Regions from separate parts of the Rattus norvegicus genome. Here region 1 is linked to region 2. The links are chromatin contacts, called in public Hi-C maps. All regions are on one chromosome and are shown on one strand. The core of a region is the stretch at or near the end of the contact, and the rest is flanking DNA. Distances in the headings are between cores, read along the strand shown.

Region 1 (3,080 bases), core at 490-2,989, 290 kb after region 2:
GGTTGAATGCTGTTGGACCCTATTAGCCAAGCTCCTCTGGGGCCAGCACAGGGAATGGGGAACACTGAGAAGCTGGCCCACTAGGATCTAGCCCTGGGTCTTTGTCTTCTATATCGTGAGCTCATGAGCAAACGTCTGAGCCTCTCTAAACGCAAACAAGCCTCAAGAAACCGCACGTCTGTTGCCCTCATCGTAAACAGCCTCCTGTGTTGTGTGTCTGTCTGTCCTCTTTCCATCTGCTCCCCCTCCCCCTGCCCCCCCCCCCGCCGCAGCAGGAGTGACAGATATTTCTGCTCTGTCCTCATTTGCATGGGCGACATCAAGTTCCCACGTTGTCATACCATTTCTCTGTGCTAACAGATCCTCCAGGAAGTCGCTAACTAGAGCGCGCTCATCCCAGAAGCCTTCTGGACCATCACATTTTTTGAATAAATATCTTTTTATTTGTTGCCCCTGCTGAGAAGCCTATAAGCATCTGTGCTGCACCAAGAAGGTTTCATTATTTTCCTAAGATTGATGCCAGTCAGCCCTGAGATCACCTTGAAGTGCCTGCATTTGCAAGAAGCCCCGAAGCCTCGCACACTCAGACTCTTAGACTCATTAGAATTGAGATTTGCATCTGCAGTCGGGTGAAGGTGATAGGATGAGACACACGGGAGCCTTGTTCAGTCCTGAAGGAATGTATTAGAGAACACTCGAGGGAGTGGTCTTACGTGCACACGTGTGTGTCTGTGCGTGTGGAGGCCAGAGGTCGACATCTGGTCTCTTCCCCAGTTGTTTTCACCGTATTTATGAAACAAGGCCTCCACTTGACGTGGAGCTTGCCAATTACCTAGGCTGGCTGGCCAGTGCATTCCCGGGATCCTCTTGTCTCTGCCCAAACCACCCCCCACCACTATATTGTAGCCATGGCTACCACATACGGCTTTTGAGTGGGTGCTGTGGAGCTGAGCTTAGTCCCTTGTTGCTATAAAGCAAACACTTTATATGTGAGCCACATCCTTCGCCCTCCTATTGATAAAGGCACTAGGAGGTCACAAAGCACCTCGCAGCACACATCTTCTGCCATCCTTGACCCATATCGACAGCTTATGGGTGAGCGGATGGTCCATTGCTCAAACTGGGCCACGTTGGAGACAGCCAGGGGTGCAGAGCACTTGCCTAGCATGTGGCAAGACCTGGATTCCATCCTCGGCAACACACGAAAAAAGGTAAGCCTAGTGATTAGAGAGGCAAACAGACCCACACTGAACATACCTAGTCCAGATGAGAGCATGCACTCGCCCTGCAGTCTGAGGACCAAACAGACAGAGTTTGCTTGCTCCAACATGTGCAGGGAGCCGGGGGCCTTAGTACGAAATGCAAACACCAAGACATACGGTGGCAGCACGAGTTGCTAAGAGACCCCCAGGTGGAGCTACCTGCTCAGTGGCTTCTTTGAACAGAGACCTCATTTCCAATCGCCCTCACTCGGTAAAAGTACGGTGATGTCAAAAACGATGGGCGGAGGCATGAACTTGACCTCCTTGCTTCCCACAGCGATTGAAGTCTCTCAGCGCTGTTTGTGTTCCTGGCTGCTGTTTCTGTCTCTCTCCTATTAGGCTCGGTTTTCCAGCTCAGCTCAGCGGCCATCTTTCTGAACACAAAGCCATAAGCTGGCTGGCCGTCATCTCTGTGAAGCACAATGAGATCGTTGTCTTAATGGTTCGGCTCTTGCTTCTCCAAGGCTGCCTGGGTGGTGTTCTGAATCCAATCAAAAGGTCAGCAGCAGACAGCACCAGAGGCTAAGAGTGGTCGCTGTGTCCTATGTATCCTGATCGGAAAAACCACAAGGTCTTCCCCAGCCCCGACCTCCACAGACTCCAAGTACTGTTTGACCCTAACATGATTCAACTTGAAAGAGATGGTTGTTACAAACCACCCATCTCAGCTTTTGCTTGGCAATTCATTCAGGCAGCTTAGCGCTCGCAGTTGGTAGAGTGCTTGCCGAGCATGTACAAACACTGTTCATGTCCCAGCACTGTATAAACAGGGTGCAGGGACACTCACTTGTAGTTCCTGTAGTCGAGAAGTAGAGACAGGAGGATGAGAGGAATTTGAGGTCATCCTCTGTTACACTGGGAGTTTGCAAACAGCCTGAGCTACACCCCACCGGCTGGAAACAAAACCAAACCAAACCACAGAGACAATGCTATGAAATGTTACATTTGGCGCTGGAGAGAGGGCTCAGCAGTCAAGAGCGCTCACCGCTCTTGCAGAGGACTAAAGTTCAGTTCCCAGCGTCCACATCAGGAGGCTCACAACACACTGTAACTCCAGCTCCAGGGGTCCAAGGGTCCTTTCAGTTATCTGTGGGCACCCAAATTCAGGTGTGCAAGCACACACATTAAAAACAGATACAACTTTATTAGAGAGAATAGGCTACTCCGACCCCAGGACTCTGCTGCCCCCTGTAGGTCACTCTGATAGTTTTCCAGTGTATCCCCCGCCCTACTTTGTTCTGCGAATACATACACAACAGGGAGCGTCGCTTTGCGACTGGCTGTACATGGCACTACATGCAGCAAAAACGCAATGAGCGGCTTCACATCTTGATGTCACGTGGCACTTCGCCTATGCGCAAAAAATAATGAAACCGCCCCCCCCCCCCATCTGCGCTTTCCCCGTTTCAGGCTCCCACAGGACGCTCGTATCCCACTGTCTTTGTTTAGTTTGAGTTTTATTTTTAATCAGCCTCCCACAGAGGGATGTTCATATTGTCTCTGTCTATGGTTCCCACCAACAAAGCTGTGATGTATGATCTTGGTCGTCAGTATCTAGACGTGGGAACCCACAGGAGGAGGACACAGGAGCCAGAGTGCTGGCACGGAGACCAAGAGCGCTTGTACTTCACAGGGATGGCCCCTGTTGGTGTAGCACAATTTGGCTTCCGGCGGCAATTGTCTGGAACGTACATTTCCTCGTGGTCCTAACAACGCAGGATAACCGCCCAAGTTTTGAATTTTCCCCCTTAGCGTAAGTGAAAGTTTTATCTATCAATGAATGTTACTGGGCGTGGGGGACGGCTCTGTGGACAGGGA
Region 2 (3,159 bases), core at 447-2,946:
GGCCTGTGGGTCAGTTTCCCCTGTCCTCTTCTTAGGTTCAGGACCTCGGCACCCTGGTGCCTTTTTCTGGGATTCTAGCTAGAAACAGGAGAACCAAGGCAGCCTTGAAACAGGCCAGGGACAAAAGAACCCTTCTGAGGGGCTTGGGGGTGGAGGCCTGATCTCAACACAGAGCTCAGCATCTGGGCAGGTAACTCGGGCAAGAAGTAAACAAGGAGAAGTGGACCCAAAGCTCCAGCAGGAATGACAGCCAGCTGCAAAAACATTGAGGCTCCAGAACGTTCTGGAAGGCCTGTATGCCAGGCGCAGTTCTCAGTACTGTGAAGCAAAGTCCCTGCCCTTGTGGTACTGACATTCTAACAAGCTGACACACTAGAAGCCAGTGGAATCTCCAGGAGGGGGCAGCAGACAGGATGGGAGATGGCACCAAGACCCTCGATCCCAGCTTGAGCTCAGAGAGAGGCTAGAGACATCACGTGCAAAGTCTTGGGAAGTGGAGTGTCCAGACCGTCAGTGTGCCAAAGAAGTGGTGGTGGACAGACTGTGGGACCCCAGCAGTCACACACCGGCACATCGGCTGCGTGCCCAGAGAAAGCTGCACCCAAATCCCTGCTCCCACAGAGCAGGTGGGGGGCTGGAGGGTGGGTGAGCAGGGCAGTCCACAATGGTGGGTGGGTGGGGCGAGGCAGCAGGGAGCACCCTGAGAGGAGTGGGGTACCCTGTGATCTGGAACTGACTGCCCAGGTTTGAACCAGCTCTGCTGCCCACTGGATATCGGTGACGTGTCATTTCTTAGGGTCTTGGTATCTCTCCATCTATAAAGTGGGAGAAGTGACAGCATCCACTGCATAGAGCTGAGAGGGTGAAATGGCTAAGGACCCTTAGAAGTAGATTTGTATGCAACAAAGGCCCAGTCAACGTTGTCAAGTCTCATCTGCTGGCTCTGGGCTACCCAGCAACAGCACCTAGGTTTCGTTTGAGCATCCATTTTCCCTGCCTTTGGTCCAGAATGTTTGTTTAGGTGCAGCTACAGAGGTCTAAGGTTAGACCATGAGATCAAGACCTGAACCAAGCAGGGTTGTTCAATCCCCCTGCCTCAGTGACTCACTAATCAGAGTGTAGGTGCATTGGCCTGACTGGTCAGGAAGAGGAACACATTCTACAAAAACAGAGTCCTGTCACTATCTTGCCACCTGTGGAGTGGAAAAGGAAGCCAACACAGGAAGAGGCCAGTTCTGAGAAGTGGCACAAGCCAGTGACATTAGGAGGCTTGTTCTAGCTAAGCTTGGAGGAAGAAGGCTGGCTTCTTGGTTCCCTCATTTAGGCTCAATAGATTCCATTTCCTCCTTCAGCTGTGAGTTTCTCTGCCCTCCCCGCCACACACACACATGCGCACGTGCGATCTCGTACACACACACTGTATCTGTCTTCAGATACACCAGACAATGGTGAGCCACTATGTGGTTGCTGGGATTTGAACTCAGGACCTCTGGAAAAGCAGTCAGTGCTCTTAACCGCTGAGCTATCTCTCTGCCACCCACATTCTGCTCTCTTTTAATCAAGGTCAGTTTCCCCACCGACCCTTCTGGGACATGAGTCAAACTCCCTTGTTTTTGTCAGACTCAGGAAGAATGGCTGTTCTCTGCTCTGTTTGTAGGCATGGCCAGCAAGGCTGGCTGCTGAGCCTGCATGTGTCCTGCTTCTGGCGGACTCGGGGCGGGGCCAAGAGAGGGCTCCAAAGCTGGGTGTCCAGTGACTGAGGGAGCTGCTTGTTCCCTTCAGTGGCTTCGAATTCTTGCCCTTCATCCCCTTGATGTGTGTGATGTAGCCGGGTTGGTCTGAGGGCATAGGACACGAGCCTCGCCTCTCCATGGAGTGACTAAAGGTCACACTATGGATGAACACACCAGGCTCCTTGGCCCTCCTCAAACACACATAGTGTGGTGGCCCACAGGCCATCACCTCAGTGTCCCTGCCCTGCTGGGCAGTGAGAGCTGCCTGTCTGTTGGAACATAAGCTTGTCTTATGCCCATTCCAGAGGTTCCTCAGAGCCCAAGGAACTCTGGGTAACCTGAAGGTCCCCAGTTATCTCTAAATTCTTGTATGATTCAGTAGGGCGAAAGCCATGATACCAGGATCTGGAGGCCGAGAAGGGTTGGCAGGTGCGAGTTAAGGGTAAAGTCTCACATAGCCCAGGCTGGCCTTGAACTCACCAAGGGTAACCTTGAACTTCCTGTTCCCATTGCCTGAGCAATAGGATTGCAGGCAGGCACCACCACTCGGTGTTTATGCAGTGCTGGGCTCTATACATGCCGGGCAGGGCCAACCAGGCTAGACGTTGTTTCTGGTTTTCAGATGGAGAAGGATCTTGCTGTCTGGTACTGTCTGGTCTGGAATTTCCTGCGTCCACCCAGCGGTGACCTGCCTGCCTCTGCCGTAGGCACGCTGGGGTAGGGTACCAGGCTGTCTTGCCAATCTTTCCTGACAGTGAACCTCCCCAGTCAGGTCTGGGAAAGACAGAAATAGCTTTTGTATCTGAAGTTCGGGAAAACATTAATTTCTCTCCATTGCTTTTGTTTCCAACACCCCCGCCTTGTTTGTAAGAGTCAAGGTGCTCAGCAAACCTCACACAGCGTGGGATGTGACCTGGAGAGGCAGCCCTAGGAAGGCTTGCCTTGCAAGAGGCTTCAGTGTTATCTGGTTGTTTTAGGGAAAAGACACTCCTGTTTGCGGTGTCCTTTGCCTACGGTTGGGGACATGGGCGCAGATGAAGGACCTGGGGCTGGAGATGGCTCAGTGGTTCAGAGCACATGATACTCTTCCAGAAGGCGTGAGTTCGGTTCCCAGCACCTACACTGGGCCGCTCACGAGGGATCCTATGCCTTATGCCTGTGTAGGCACTGCCTTCACACACACAAGCCCCACACCCATACGAGTAACTAAAAAATTAAATGTTCAAAGAGGAGGAAGGGGTTGGCAAGATGGCTCAGTGGTTAGGAGCACTGGCTGTTCTTCCAGGGGACCTGGGTTCAACTCCCAGCAACCACATGGCAGCCTCACCCAGACATGCAGGCAAAACATCAATGCACATAAAAAAATAAATAAATAAAACTTTAAGAAAAAAAAAGTGGGAGGAAGGACCTAGATTTGGGAGACGGG

What was found. Hi-C and Micro-C count contacts between places; a contact is called where the count stands out from the background.
Region 1: a Hi-C map of Schwann cells shows a contact between it and region 2, with 4 times the contacts expected there. The contact joins two enhancer-like sites. A contact is called at or near these places in 8 of 12 Hi-C or Micro-C datasets (Schwann cells, frontal cortex, hepatocytes and 4 more) and 1 of 1 datasets of contacts at active chromatin or transcription factors (oligodendrocytes).

Annotation. Positions count from the first base shown.
Region 1 is chr3:175,600,307-175,603,386 of GRCr8, forward strand. No RefSeq gene overlaps it. Among named protein-coding and RNA genes, the nearest start is that of Rnu6-760, 260 kb to the right of the region's middle. Within about 2 kb of position 1,740, at least 8 of the 93 cell types and tissues checked have an H3K27ac peak or open chromatin away from gene starts, as enhancers often do. A contact at or near this core is called in Schwann cells, where this site is marked.
Region 2 is chr3:175,307,910-175,311,068 of GRCr8, forward strand. The region is part of intron 1 of Sulf2 (sulfatase 2); the gene reads right to left. Among named protein-coding and RNA genes, the nearest start is that of Sulf2, 14 kb to the right of the region's middle. Within about 2 kb of position 1,697, at least 20 of the 93 cell types and tissues checked have an H3K27ac peak or open chromatin away from gene starts, as enhancers often do. A contact at or near this core is called in Schwann cells, where this site is marked.